Regions from separate parts of the Mus musculus genome. Here all the other regions are linked to region 1. Evidence: chromatin contacts called from public HiChIP or PLAC-seq and promoter capture Hi-C data. All regions are on one chromosome and are shown on one strand. Each heading gives the region's core, a stretch centred on a gene start, on an enhancer-like site or on the middle of the called end of the contact. The rest is flanking DNA. Distances are from core to core; before and after follow the strand shown. Region 1 holds the start of Itgb1 (integrin beta 1 (fibronectin receptor beta)). Region 2 holds the start of Rbm34 (RNA binding motif protein 34). Region 3 holds the start of A630001O12Rik (RIKEN cDNA A630001O12 gene). Region 4 holds the start of Tomm20 (translocase of outer mitochondrial membrane 20).

Region 1 (3,416 bases), core at 406-2,905:
ATGAATCAAAATTCCTCATAAACTTGGATATCATATCATATATTAAGATTCTGATGTCAGTCCTTCCCTTCGGGCCTTGATGTCCATCAGTATGCAAGAGGTAACTCTAAACTAAAATTTCTTAGTCCATTCTACAGGTTATCTAGGATATGACCTACTGTAATGGCTGTGTGCGATTTAAAAAAGAAATCTAATCAGAATTCATCTAACATTTATTTCTGTCCTATGCAAGCAACAACCACCATTAAAAAATAAAAACCTTAAGTCATACTATCCTCTTCATACCCAAGTGGAATGGCATATCCAGGAGACTTTCCTAATACTACCAAAACATTCTGAGAAGTTTGTAGATTTTTTTTAACATAGCAAAAGCAATGAAAAGTAATTAATGTATATGAAGCATTGTTGTCTAAGTTGTGGTTTTACATTTCACTACCTACTGTGTCCTTTTCTTTTTTTTCTTTTCTTTTTTTTTCTTTTCTTTTTTTTTTTTTTTTTTTTTTTTTTTGAGGCATTGCCCTGGATTCCTCTTGCCATACATATACATACACACACACACACAAAATGCCTTCTTTATTTTACATTAGTTAGGTTACTTAAAGTTCAAATATAGGCTCTGGAGGTGAGCCCATGAACTCTCCAAATTACTTAAAACTCCTGCACCTCAGTTTCTTCCTTTGTAAAATGAGATAGGCAGTCCCAATACCACCATGGATCAGGATCAGGGTTCTGCAGTGAGGTCAGTACATGCTGGGAGTTTACATGCTGGGAGCTGGGTCTGACCCTCGTGTCACAAGAATTACTATAATTAGTGTAGGAACTCCTTTTCTCTTTTAAAGATGAGGAAACGGAAATAGGATAATTTATTACTAGTTATTACTAGGTTTCAAATTAAAAGTTCAAATTCACTGTGGCATTCGGGATCAGCGCGGTCATTAACCCAGCCTGTCACTAGGAGGCACGAGAAAGGGTAGGCAGCCACACTCCACGAGGCCCCGGGTGGGCACCGCCTCGCGGACCACGGGCGCTGCGGCCTGGTTCCCAGGGTCCCGCGCCGCGCTGGGGAAAGGCGCCCGCTGGGCACCGACGGACCGAACCCCTCTAAGGTCAGCGGCACCCAGATCCCTGTCGTACCCACCCTTGAACCCCGCCACGCCCCGGTGTGACAGACTGGGCTCGCGACCCTCCCTTAGGACAAGGCCGGGCGGGGCGGGGAGCTGCAGCCGAACGAGGCCGAGCGCCGCGGTCCCTAAAACCGGACTCCACCCGGCCCAGGCCGCAGAGACACGCCTGGTTAGCCCGAGTTGCCCGGAGCCCACGCCCGCACGTCCACACGCCCGCGGCCTTACCTTTTCGCAGCGTCCGCCCGACACGCGGGCGGCCCGGGCTCCGCCGCGTTCCGCCTCTCGGAGGGTCTCGGGTCGGTGTCGGCGGACCTCGGCCTTTCGGAGGGTCTCGGGCCGGCGTCGGCGGGCCTCGGCTTCTCGGTTGGTCTCGGGTGGCGTCGGCGGGCCTCGGCCGCTCCGCGGGTCTGGCGGCTCTTCAGCGAGTGGGCGGAGACTCGGCCCGCCTGTCCCTCAGGAAGCCGCCCCGCCCCGCCCCCGCCGCGAAGCTCTTTCTCCCGGGCTGCCCGGCTTTTCTCTCCCTCCGGAAACGCATTCCTCCGCGCCGCGTCAGCCGCGCCTGAAAAGGAGGGGGAGGCGGCAGGAAGAAGGAAGGTGGGGCAGGGTGCAGACAAAGGAGCTCGGTCGTTCGGCCCTTTCTGCCTGGGGTACCGCGCTGAACCACCGAGGGCGCCGGCCGCCCGGCTGGAAAGCCCAGCCGCAGTCTGTGTCCGGTCCCTGGGATCCCGAGCCAGACCTCTCTGTGGGCTGAGGGGACAAGAAGGATCGGGTGTTCTGCAGGCAGCCCTCGGACCCGCCCCGTCACCCTAAGATTGCAGACTCCCGCTCCACCCTTGCTGTGCCACCCTGCGCTCCTTGGCGCCGCATTTGCTCAATTTTCTATCTGGGTGGCCAAGCACAAAAAGGAAAAATGTTATGTTTGCGCACTTGCTTTCTCTTTTCTGGAAAAAGAATTGAAAAGTAGCCAGTCTCAAAATCTAAATGAGAAGCTTGAAACTTGGACTTGCCTCGTCATACTGAAAGCTGTGGGACAGCAGGTGCCATCAGCTTACCCGAAGAGTGTGGGCTGCCAGGAGGAGCAGGGCACCCAGCCGTAAAGACAGCTTTCATTGCCGGGTTTATGAACCCAAGAAATAGTGTTTCTGTTCTGGAAGAGTAAAACTGGGATGCCAAAAAAAAAAAAAAAGATTAATCACTATGGAAAAGTTATATGTTGCCCATGAGCAAATCAAATGTATTGTTTAACTAAAATTTTAATAAATGAGCATCGTTTTTCTAATTAGTAAATGACTGAACTTAAAAGGCTACGTCTGCATCGGCAGCCCAGCGGTAAAGCTCAGTGACGTTCGTTGCCTTTAAAGGTATTGATCTTACCACTTTGAGTTAAACCATTAGCCCAGTCTCTGCACAAGAAACAGCTTTATAAACATACTTTATCAATGCTTGGCCTGAACTGTGTGAGCTTTCATTCGTGTGACTTGAGGAGGGAACAATCTACCACAAGATCGACACACACACACACACACACACACACACACACACAAAATAGTGTTTGTGCTGCTCTCCCAGGACTCAACCTAAGCTGTCAGAGGAATACCAATTTACATGTACAAGTCATAAACTTTGAAGAAAATAGAAATTAATAAGTTCCATAATTGCTCAGAAATGTAGCTATACTTGAATTCATAAAAATGTTAAGAGATGGGCAGTTACTTAGCTATGTAAAATGCATGAACATTGTTCTAATTACTTGTCTCACTACTGGGGCACAATAACTGACAAAGCAACTTAATGAAAGAATTTATTTTAGCTCACAGTTACACGGTACAGTCCATCTCAACAAGAAAGTTGTAGTGGCAGAAGCATGAGGTCCAATTACACCCACAGCCATTTACCCTGTGCCTGGAGGATTGAAGTTCTACCTTGGCAGAAAATATAAGCTGCCTCTTGCTTTTTCAAAATGTAAGCCTTTCTCCACTGTAGCATTTACTGTGCTGTTGGTTATTCTCCCCAGCAATAGCTATTGCAGCTATTTAGTAACAACCCAAGGGTAGAAATAGAATTCTTTCCGTGAAAAAGAGTGAAGTATAGGAAACAATCAAGTAGGGGGCTGGAGAGAGGGCTCAGCAGTTAAGAGCACTGACTGCTCTTCTGAAGGTCCTAAGTTCAAATCCCAGCAACCACATGGTGGTTCACAACCATCCGTAATGAGATCCGATGCCCTCTTCTGGTGTCTGAAAATAGCTACAGTGTACTTACATATAATAATAAATAAATCTTAAAAAAAGAAAC
Region 2 (3,352 bases), core at 50-2,549, 1.7 Mb after region 1:
GGAAAAAGCCCAGGCTCCAGCTTTCATGCCCAGGTAATGGAATGTCCCAGCCACCTGGCCTGAAGCAAGCACAATGGGTCAGCAGCAGTTTCCAGAGTTCCTCAGTAACAGTTCCCAGACCTCCCCAGCAAGTTTCCAGCCCCCACATCCCAGTAATGGAATGTCAGTATCCCTAGAGATAGACCCAACATATTAACATAGAGGTCACCTACCCCAGCATTCCCTAATGTGCTTTAAATCTGGCCTGCAAGCTCACTTGGGTGTCTCTCTATCTTGGTAACTGGGGAGATCCCAACATGCTGGACTTCCTGCAGGCAAAAGAGGCTACGACCGCATATCCCAGAATAGCCTCAAAATCATGGCCAAGCTCTACCTAGGCCCTAGAGAACAGGGATTACAAATATAAGCCACTATTAAAAAAAAATCTAAGTATGAATTTACTTAAAGAATGACGGGAGGTGGGGAGGGGGCTGGTGAGATGGCTCAGTGGATAAGAGCACTGACTGCTCTTCCTCAGAAGGTCTTGAGTTCAAATCCCAGGAACCACATGGTGGCTCACATCCATCCATAATGAGATCTGACACCCTCTTCTGGTGTGTCTGAAGACAGCTACAATGTACTTATGTATAATAATAAATAAATATAAAAATAAATGACAGGGCGGCTTTGAAGACGGAATAGTACAAGGATGTGACCAGTTAAACTGTGATCCCAAATACTTGTTTTCTGCCGACTTTGAAACGTCAAACTTCGGGAAAGGTGTACCCTTCCCCGACTGCTAAGACACATCCCTGTAGCCCCATTTCTCTTGGAAACCTCCTTCCTTAATGAGCTGTGGCCGACAGCCTTCCCTAAGCCTGGGGGGCGGGGGGGCTTGTTTTATTTGAGACGAGGTAGCTATGCTGGAGCCATGTGGTTTTAGCCGGTCCTGGAAATCGAGGTAATCCGGCTACTTCGAGCCCCAAATTCTGGGATTAAAGACCTAAGCCACTATGTCAGGTTTTAGCTGACCCTCGTACTAACACGAGGCCTCAGCTACTCGTGAGACTTGCTGCACTCCCTCAGCCTAGGTTTCCCTGAGACGCCTGCGGACTGCAAAACCATTAGTATTAAGCATAGCGCGGCTCCTGCGCAGCCACGGGCTGAATGGGGAGAGGGGGTGTGGTCCTGAGCGGAAGAGCTCAGCCTTAGAACGGAAGTAGTCGGAACCCGGAGGCTGCCGGAACCCGGAACCAGAGGGAACGCATGACTAGTCGGATCCCAGAAGCGCGGACCTAGGACTTCCATCCCGGAAGCTCAGTTTTCAGCATGGCTCTGGGAGGGGAGGAACGCAAGAGAAGGAAGGGCTCGGAGCGGAGGTGAGTGGCGGCGGGCGTTGGTGTGGATGGGTTGGCGGTGAGTGGCGCGGCGTGGCTGAAGAGTGCTCTTGTGTTTGCAGACAGAGCTCTGGAGACGGCGTGAGCTGTGCGGCCAGCGACTACCTGGTGGGACAGGTCGCCGACAGCTTGCGGGGCGGCCCGCGGCCTCCTGGAGGCGGGACGGGGCGGCTGGCCGCTCTCTTCAGCACCGCGGAGCCATCGGCTCCTCCTGTATTTGTGCCTGTGCCCCAGGTGAGTCGCCGGGCTGCACCCTGAGTATCCCGGTAGAGAGAGATGTAGAGGGTCACTCTCCTGACAGCAGTGACTGTCTGGTCCTTTGAGCAGGGCTAGCGCTTCACCCTCAGCCTATTTGATTGGCAGGGTCACCTGTAGACCGTGTAAGCCTCAAATTTCAGTTATGTATCCGAGGATGAACTAAACTCCTGATCCTTCTCCAGCCTTGAGTTCTGAGATTACAGAGTCGCTCCCACCATGTCCGACTTGACTTTTTTATTTTGAGACAGGATCACACTAGTTGCGCACGCTTAGAATACACGGTAACCCAGATTCTATATTCCTGCCTCACCTTTCCACTGAATGGCTGGTGCTGCAAGAATATTCTGCTTCTCTCCGTAACCCGTGAAGAAGTATCCATGTAGAAAGGCACATCGGAGTACTGCTCAGGGACTTGGAGACGGAGGGACTTTGCTATGTAGCTCTGGCTGGCCTGGCACAGTTCCTCCTGCCTCTATTCCTGAATACTGGAATTACAGATATAAGCCACAACACACAGCTTTAGGGTCAGGATTTTTTTTTTTTTTAAAGTTTGAGGTTTTAAATATGACTTCAAACTTTTGAAAGGAAACATCTAAAAAAAGAAAACTTGATGATGATGATGATGATGAAGAAGAGAGTGTGTCCCAAACTAAAAAGCCAGTTTTGCAAGAGCCTTCGAGAAAAGTGAAAGTGAAGAAACTCTCTGATGCAGACAAAAGACTGGCAAACAGGTTGGTAGAAATCTCCTTTTTGCTATATTAAATACCTCAGGCAGTTTTTTTTTTTTTTTTTTTAATGTTCATCTTAATTTTTTTCACTGCATATTCTGAAATTTAAAAAATACATTATACAAAGTCTCATACAGGGTTAAAAGATACAAGAAAGCCATTTATCCTAAGCGAACAGATACTGGTAGATCAGCTTTTTAGGTCTTTGTGTCCATCACTGCTTCTTGATTCTGAGCCAGCCTTGTTAGGACTTTAACCCCTTCTCTGTTTTCTGAGTTGGGATTTCTGAGTTAGTGTGTCTGTCAAATGTGAATTTGGTTTTCATAGGAACCAAATTTCCCTTACTAACTTAAAATTCCTTTTACATAATATTTGAGTTAGTATCCAAACAGATACACTACTTTTCTATTGAGTGTTCCTCATTCTTTCTTGGAGACTTCTTGCATCCCAGGTGGACCTTAAACTCACTCTGCAACCTAAGCTGTACTTCAGCTTCCACAAACCCTTGGCTCTCAATTCCTTCTCGCTGCTTCAAGCCTATTTTCTTTTCCCATTTTTACACTCTCCTCTTTCAGTAAAACCTTCAGTAGTTATTACGTTTGTTGTCTGCATGTGTGTCAGTGCATTCCTGTCAAGGTGGCCTGTGGAAGGACCAGCTCCTAGGAGTCCATTCGCTGTCTGGCTGCAGGACAGGTGCCTTTGCCTGCTGAGCCACTACACTAGTTCCCCACCACCCTCACACCCTCTGAGGACTGTGCGCTGCTTCCACTCGGTGACTGCTTTCTCGAAGCTTTACATTCCAAGCTTTCTGTTCCCTTCTCTGTTTTGTCTCTGAATTAAGATGAACACCTTTCCTGAGCTTGCAATTAGGAAACGGCTTCTTCTTGGAGTTCTTGTCAGTCACCTCGCAGCAGTTCTTCATGGGCACTGCTGTGTGTCGGCCCTGAGCATTAGACCTGTTCCGTCTTTTTGATTGCCTGTATCTGCACC
Region 3 (3,291 bases), core at 255-2,754, 1.8 Mb after region 1:
TGATTGATGTATGGGCTTCATTGGTGTCCATTCTTTGGGAACTTGCTGCATGTTATTCAGAGGGGGTCTAGTCTGCAGGGGCTTTGATGACAGAGGCAACCTTTGTTCATAACTGCAAGGCTGCAAGAGGAAGCCCCATGTCTGTTTGATGGCTCTGCTGTCTACCGGATACAGTCTTTCTAACAGCCAGGGTTTTGAATGACCTGACCTCTTTCCCTCCCTCTGAGACTGGAAGATACCAGCTTCACTTTAGCCAGCTCAGGCAGGGAAGGCTCAGCTAGGAAGATCCTGCCCAGTATAAGGGCTGATGGTGTAGGGGTTGAATACCCAGTGGTGCAATAGTCCCTGGGACCTCCACTGTGGCTTTGTGTCACAGTGATCAGGGGACAGGAGAGGCCAGAGCAGGGAACTGCTCTGTCCAGGCCTGGCGTGCAGTGGTTTCCTGCTTTACTAAGTGGCCGTTGCTCTGTACTGATGATTCATGATGTTTGGAAAGTGTGGCTGTGCGCTGAACAGGGAAGTGAAGAATAACACAGCCAAGGTCAAGGCAGGACAAGACAGGACAGCGCCATTACCAGCCATGCACTGTGTGGAAGATACAGAGGGTGAGGGCAGTAGTAAATCGAGGTCTGGTGGTCCTTGGCAGAGTGAGCCTGTGCTCCCCCTTGCAGGTTTGCAAGTAGTGGTCACCTGTCTGTCGCTGGAAGCCAGTGCTGGTCTTGGCTGAGCTGGGCAAAAGGAGGAAGTGGAGGGTGAGTGAGTCAGCCTTTGTTTCCTCTCTGAGTCAGGGTCGGCTCCATTTCTGAGGTTGGAGCCAGGGGGCACTGTGTGGCTTTCTGTGGATTCTTTGAACTTGTAGTCAACACTGATGATCTGCCCCTTAAGGCCGCTGCCCCTTCAGTGACCTTTTAGATGAGTAAGGGGATTAAGCTGGATCCTGCAGCCCTACCACTAGCCAGACTCCCCTTTGACTCAACTGGAGCTCTTCCTGTGGTCAACGGACAGAGTCCAGGGATAGGTTTCTGGGGCTGTGCCCAGATCAGGGCATCCTTATGCCAGGAGTCAGCTCTGAAGGGGCAGCTGGGTTTGAGAGTCTCTTCTGGTGATGGGTAGTGAGGTCATCTCCCTGGGCTTCAGTCAATCCTTAGGTTGGTGATGCAGTACTAGGAAGACGAACACATGGTTAGGATGGTCATACCAGGAATTTCCACGGACAGTGCAGAGCTGACTGTGGCGGGTCAGGTACAACCTGTTCTAAGAGCATTCCTTGTGCTCAGAGATGAGATTACTCACCCAATGGAGACTTGGGACTCCTTTACAGAACACTTCTATGTCCCTGGGCCTTGGCGCCTACCCATCATCGCCTTAGATGGTTAGCGCTCTGACCTTCCAGCACATTCTTCTTATTTTTTCTTGCACATTGCATGACCAGGCAGATGGTCGGTTGGTCCTGCTCAGCCTAGCAATGTTGGTGGGGCTATGTAGCTGCAAGTAAGAATGCTGTGAGTTGAGGCAGTTGGAGCTTCTGGTACAGCGATAGGCAGGCCAGGGGCTCCCCTTGCTCTCACGCCAGCTTCCTCTGAACTCTGATTCCAATCGCTTGTCTTTGAGAAACTTCCTCTACCTCGGTAGACAACGTAAAAGATGGTGGCTTTCGATACTACGCACGGCCTCACTAGGGAGTGACTGAAAGTTCAAAGTCCCAGACATGGCCTTGGTGGCCTTTGCTAGGGCCAGGTAAATGTCAGTGGTTCCTCCATGGTGGTGGTATGGGGAGTGTTGATCTAATAACTGCTCACATCTGGGCTGTGTGATGAGCAGGTCCTTGCCTAAGACAGACAATGAGGCTCTTCCTGAGTCCCAGCATGAAGATGCAGCCTTTCTGCCCCTGCTCACCTTACCCAGAGCCTAGCAGCGAGGAGTAGGGCCCCATGGCGGGTTCATCTGTCCTTTAAGCTGTTATTTCCTGGGAGGATGTGGTGGTGGGTGAAGGTCTCCTTCTGGAGATACAAGCTTCAGGTAAAAAGCTGTGTGATTTTTTTTTTTTTTTTTTTTTTTTGAGCAGAATTCCTTGGAGAGTGCTCTTTGCAACCAAACGGAAGAACAAAAGGACAATTCTCAGAAGCACACCAAAAACGAAACCAAATAAAAACCCCATAAAAAATCCCTATGGGGTAAAGGAAATACCAGTCTGATGCCTTTTGTGTCTTGTGTTGGGTCATAAAGGGCAGGCTCTCTAAGAGGTGGTGTCAACAGTGGCAATGTGGCAATGTTTGGACTCCAGAGAGAATGCTCTGGAAAACAATAGAAGGTGACACCCACGTGTCTATGTGACTGGCAGCCATCAGGGACAGCCTCATGGCCAGGGCATGTATGGAGCCTGGGAGAGGCACTGGGCAGGAAGGAGCTCAAAGTTTGCACATGGTCACCGAGAGCTGGCAACTGGGCTTGTCCCTTCTGGGCATGACTGATGTCAGAGGATCTCTGACCTCCACTTAGTCACTAGATACCAGTCTGGAACTCTCTTTGAAGATGAAGTAAACACTCACAGTGCTGATAATAACAGCTGGGTGATGTCACACGGTTATCTGTAGCTTGAAGAGCTGCACCTGGGTGCTGGAGTGACTGACAGGCATCAGACTTTCTGTTCCCTCATGGGCCTTCTGCACGAGGGGCCACAGTTTGGGGGCGTGGTTCAGAGGCTGCTTCAAGGATGGAGCTGAGGATGCGGTGACTTTCACTCTTGTTTCAGGAGGTGACAACATGCCAGGGATGGAGCTGTGCTGTCAACCACAGCAGCTGCGTGTGGCCTGTGGCTGGCAGCTCGGCCTACATGGGTACCTGCCATGAGGCTTGTGGGAGATTTCGGTTCTGCTCTGTGGCTTTGAGCAGCAGGGAAGCCATGGTGTGTGTGTGTGTGTGTGTGTGTCTTTATTGGGGTATGTGAACAAGAGCTCACATAGCTCAGGCTGGCCTCAAACACACTAAGTAGCCAAGGCTGGCTGACCTTCAGCTCAGTGCTGAGATCACAAGTGTGCACTGCTATACCCAGCTTCTGTGTGCTGTTTGCTGAGCTCTCTGCCCTGGAGGCAGCTCTGAGCCTTTCAGGACTGACCCATCCAGCTTGTCATTGATTGACTCCTTCTCTAGCTGTCATTTCTCTCCTTGCTGCCGCTCCTTTTGTCTCGATTGCCCTTGACTGAGAATTTGTCTTCCTACTTTCCTTTTGTGAGGGTGAGAGCTCTGACCTCATGGTGTGGCCTCACTGGGTCTTAGAAGGAGATCGAGGTA
Region 4 (3,400 bases), core at 464-2,963, 1.7 Mb after region 1:
AAAAGTGTGTAGCTTTTACAGCAGAGAAAGCTCTATTTCCTGTATCCAAGACTGGATAATTTATGGTTGGTTTTCCTTACAGTATTTAGAACCTTTTCAGTTAAATTTCAGCAATTTTACCTGATCACTCTGGAGCATTTTTGCATAAACTATATAAAGATGTAACATTAGATTGTGCGTGCATATATAATCTATGTACAACTTACAGCTCCTGTGAGTGAGCAGGTTATATACATGCATAGATGTAACTTTATTTAATATGTGTATGATGTGAATGTGGAGGCCAGAAGAAAACTCTGGAGTTTTCTCCTTCCAAAGCATGGACTCACTCAGCCATCTCACTGGCCCTAGATACTTTGGAATTCGGTACTGTGTAACTGTTGAAATTCCTCCTTTAGAATGTGTGTGCTACTATGATTGTGTAAATCATTAAAAAATGTATTTTGTAGGAAATTTTCTAAAGATGCTTAGTGTAATTTCTTGGTACGTTCTATCTGATAAAATACTTAATAGCCACAAGACTATGTATATAAGTGGTCAAGAGTGGATAGAAGTTGGCTTTGTTATAAAAGTGCTGGCTAAGTACTGATTAGTCATGAGTATGAAACATTTTTTTCTTGTAAACTTTTTTTCTCCCTTAACATAGCTTCAAAAAATCCTTAAAGGGGCTAGAGAGATGGCTCAGCAGTTAAGAGCACTGGCTATTCTTCCAGAGGTGCTGAGTTCAATTCCCAGCGACCACACGGTGGCTCACGACCATCTGTAATGCTATCTAATGCTCTTTTCTGGTACGAAGGTGTACATGCAGGTAGAGCACTCATATGCATAAATGAAAAAAAAAAGCATTCTTACAATGAGAGGTGCAGGAAAGGCTTGCATCGGCTACCTCTTATCACTGTACCCAATTCTCAGAGACTGCAGCATAGCTTGTCACTGTCCCAGGTTTCGATGTTTCCTCAGTGAAGGGAGCAGTTGCTGTACCAGACTGCCTTTCCTTCAAAAGCCAGCCACAAGTGTGGTGGGTGGGTTCGAGCATTAGTAACGAGCTGGTTGGGAATCTTGATGGGGGTTGTGGAGGAGGGAGAGAACGACAAGACTGCAGTTTAATGACGGCACAAATCAGGGCCACCCATAGACTTTTTTTTTTTTTTTTTTTGCCCTTCTGCATTCCTTACAGGTTAAATTTTTTTGAACGAATTAACCCATTTTTCTTCTCCGCACCAGGGCTACATCATAAAATTATTTTGCAGTCAATCATTGTGTCTAATCTCAGTCACAACGCAATTTACAAAGCAAATACTGCCAGATCAGGCGGCTCAGGTCTTCCTTTAAAACCACAGCTCAGAGGATGAGGCAAAAGGATTGCAGGTTCGAGGCCAGGGCAGACTACACAGCAAGTTCCAGACCCTACTATGCTACAAGGGGAGAGCCCGTCTCAAAAACCTAAAAAGCAAACGCATGCACTTCAAGTCACAGGCTTCCTGAAGGACACAGTGAGATGAGATGCTGTTCTCAGCCGGCTCCCACCTTCGTCTTTCATTAGCAAGGACAGTGGATTAGAGGCTTCTGACTCAGCACGCCACAAACACGTGCTGCCCCTGACCCCCTGGTCACGGGATGACGCACAAATCCTTCTGCAGTGCACGCCCCGCCCCCAGCTTGGCGTCTCAGCCGCGCAGACTGGGTCCATCTGCGCGTGCGCACCAGGCGTTCCCGCGCAGGCACCGCCGCGGACAGCCCGCCGCGGACCTTCCCCCGGGGTCCTCGCGCGCCGGAAGTCCTCGCGCTCGGCCTTTTCCGTCTGGACTGGAGGCAGGCGGCTGCGAGCGGCCGGCGTGCTCCGATCGGTCGGAGCTAACCGCTGCCAGGCGGGCTGCCGCGGCCCGGCGTACGCCCCAGTCGAGCGAAGATGGTGGGCCGGAACAGCGCCATCGCCGCGGGCGTGTGCGGTGCCCTCTTCATCGGGTACTGCATCTACTTCGACCGCAAAAGGCGGAGTGACCCCAACTTCAAGAACAGGCTTCGAGAACGTGAGTGGGCCCCGCGCGCCCCCGAGTGCTCCCCGGCGTCGCGCTCTTGCGGCCAGGGTCCCGCCTGTGCCCGCGGGCCTCCATCTTGGAGGCGACCTGGCTCCATCTTGCTGGCGGTGGAATGCATGCTGATTCGGGGGAGGGGTAGCACTTTTTTGCCTTTCCCCAGCTCTGTAATTCTGGGGGATGGGGGGTGGGAGACAGGTCTTTAGCTCAGGTTAAGGTGGTTATCCTCCAGTTTCAAGGTCTCACCACGCCCAGCTCCATTCCCCCCCACTCAACTTGTGTTGAAGACAGGGTCCTCCTGTGTAGCTCAGGCTGTAACCCGCGCTAGCCTCGACCTCGTGGCAGCCAGCACCACCACCACCTCCCCAGCCCCCCGCTTCAACCTAGTGCTGTGATAACAGGCACGAGCCTTTCTCTATAACAGTCACCGTTGAAAACAATCATTCTTTATGTGTGTTTACGACAGGGGACTGCTGCAGTTGGTAGGTCGGCTTCGAACTCTTGGTGCCTCTCATTGCTAGCTTTTCAGACGGGTGCCTACCCCGAAGGCGGTGGTGCTCTATTCAGCAAACCCGTCGACGGTGCTGCCCCAGCACTAGCACAGTGGGGTGTCGTCCTTGCATTCTTAAACCCTCTTGGCAGCTTTGCTCTGGTGCTTCCAAGATATGAGTGAATGCTAGACAAAGTGCGGGGGAGTCCAAAGGGCTGCGCTCCTCACGTGGCTCAGTCTTATTTCATACCTGCGACATCTTCAAAGAGTTTTACCGGAGGGAAATCTTGGCACGCCTTGGGAAGTCATGGACATGTGATCCACCCATGAATTTACAGAGACTCTTTATTTTTCAATATATAGTCTGAAAGCACATTTGTTGGAATAATCTGGCCTTTTTTGTTTCGCTTTCTTGGGGGCTGCAGTCAGTCAGTTACTCCATTCTCTCGAATTTCTAAATGAGTTTTTTAATTTTTCGTAGTTATATATGGTCGGAGACTAATGAATTAGACGTACATCCTTTAATACTCATTATAGGACTTCCAGGACTTTTTGAGCCCGTAGGCCCCAAGTAGCCTCATCGTTTTCTTCACGTGGGGAGATAAGGAGAGTGTGTTTTTGTCCGATGGCTAGGTAGAGTAATGCGAAGAATGCATCTTGGATTTATAGACTGCGTTTTGGGGACCAGATTGCGTACTGACCAGCAGCATTCACTAAAAATCTCCTTAACTGTAAAGTACGGTGGTACAAGCTGCCTCTTGTTGGTTAGGTGGGATAAGTACTTGACCTACGGAAGGCTCCATAAATGCGGACTGTTAAGTGTGACTTTTGGGTCCACAAGTCTACTCAGTGTCTTGGGGCTGTGGGTCTACAC

The links. Promoter capture Hi-C pulls out the DNA fragments that hold promoters and counts their contacts. HiChIP or PLAC-seq counts read pairs in DNA pulled down with a chosen protein or histone mark.
Region 2: a contact with region 1 is called in a promoter capture Hi-C map of embryonic stem cells, with 5 times the contacts expected there. The contact joins the promoter of Rbm34 here to the promoter of Itgb1 in region 1. A contact is called at or near these places in 6 of 39 promoter capture datasets (the 3T3-L1 cell line, cranial neural crest, embryonic stem cells and 2 more), 1 of 484 Hi-C or Micro-C datasets (B cells), 5 of 115 datasets of contacts at active chromatin or transcription factors (T-cell acute lymphoblastic leukemia, astrocytes, cardiomyocytes and 2 more) and 1 of 9 other capture datasets (embryonic stem cells).
Region 3: a FOXA1 HiChIP or PLAC-seq map of pancreatic cancer cells shows a contact between it and region 1. The contact joins the promoter of A630001O12Rik here to the promoter of Itgb1 in region 1. A contact is called at or near these places in 2 of 484 Hi-C or Micro-C datasets (B cells and the G1E-ER4 cell line) and 2 of 115 datasets of contacts at active chromatin or transcription factors (extraembryonic endoderm stem cells and pancreatic cancer cells).
Region 4: a contact with region 1 is called in a promoter capture Hi-C map of hematopoietic stem and progenitor cells, with 4 times the contacts expected there. The contact joins the promoter of Tomm20 here to the promoter of Itgb1 in region 1. A contact is called at or near these places in 4 of 39 promoter capture datasets (the HPC-7 cell line, HPC-7-derived erythroid cells, embryonic stem cells and 2 more), 4 of 115 datasets of contacts at active chromatin or transcription factors (astrocytes, embryonic stem cells, large pre-B cells and 1 more) and 1 of 9 other capture datasets (adipose tissue).

The regions. Positions count from the first base shown.
Region 1 is chr8:128,683,893-128,687,308 of GRCm38.p6, reverse strand. It overlaps Itgb1 (integrin beta 1 (fibronectin receptor beta)), which reads right to left and starts at 1,655. Exons shown (of 16, transcript NM_010578.2): 1 at 1,350-1,655.
Region 2 is chr8:126,968,996-126,972,347 of GRCm38.p6, reverse strand. Rbm34 (RNA binding motif protein 34) reads left to right here and starts at 1,299. Exons shown (of 11, transcript NM_172762.3): 1 at 1,299-1,358; 2 at 1,439-1,610; 3 at 2,220-2,365. The coding sequence starts at 1,309.
Region 3 is chr8:126,847,233-126,850,523 of GRCm38.p6, reverse strand. It overlaps A630001O12Rik (RIKEN cDNA A630001O12 gene), which reads right to left and starts at 1,504. Exons shown (of 2, transcript NR_151740.1): 1 at 1,294-1,504; 2 at 1-1,163. All of the region lies in intron 1 of Gm31718 (a long non-coding RNA gene), which reads left to right.
Region 4 is chr8:126,944,234-126,947,633 of GRCm38.p6, reverse strand. It overlaps Tomm20 (translocase of outer mitochondrial membrane 20), which reads left to right and starts at 1,713. Exons shown (of 5, transcript NM_024214.2): 1 at 1,713-2,030. The coding sequence starts at 1,910. It overlaps LOC115486982 (a long non-coding RNA gene), which reads left to right and starts at 2,037. Exons shown (of 2, transcript XR_003947623.1): 1 at 2,037-3,400. It overlaps LOC115487043 (a small nucleolar RNA gene), which reads left to right and starts at 2,654; the gene lies at 2,654-2,787. Rbm34 (RNA binding motif protein 34) reads left to right here. Exons shown (of 11, transcript NM_172762.3): 11 at 1-462.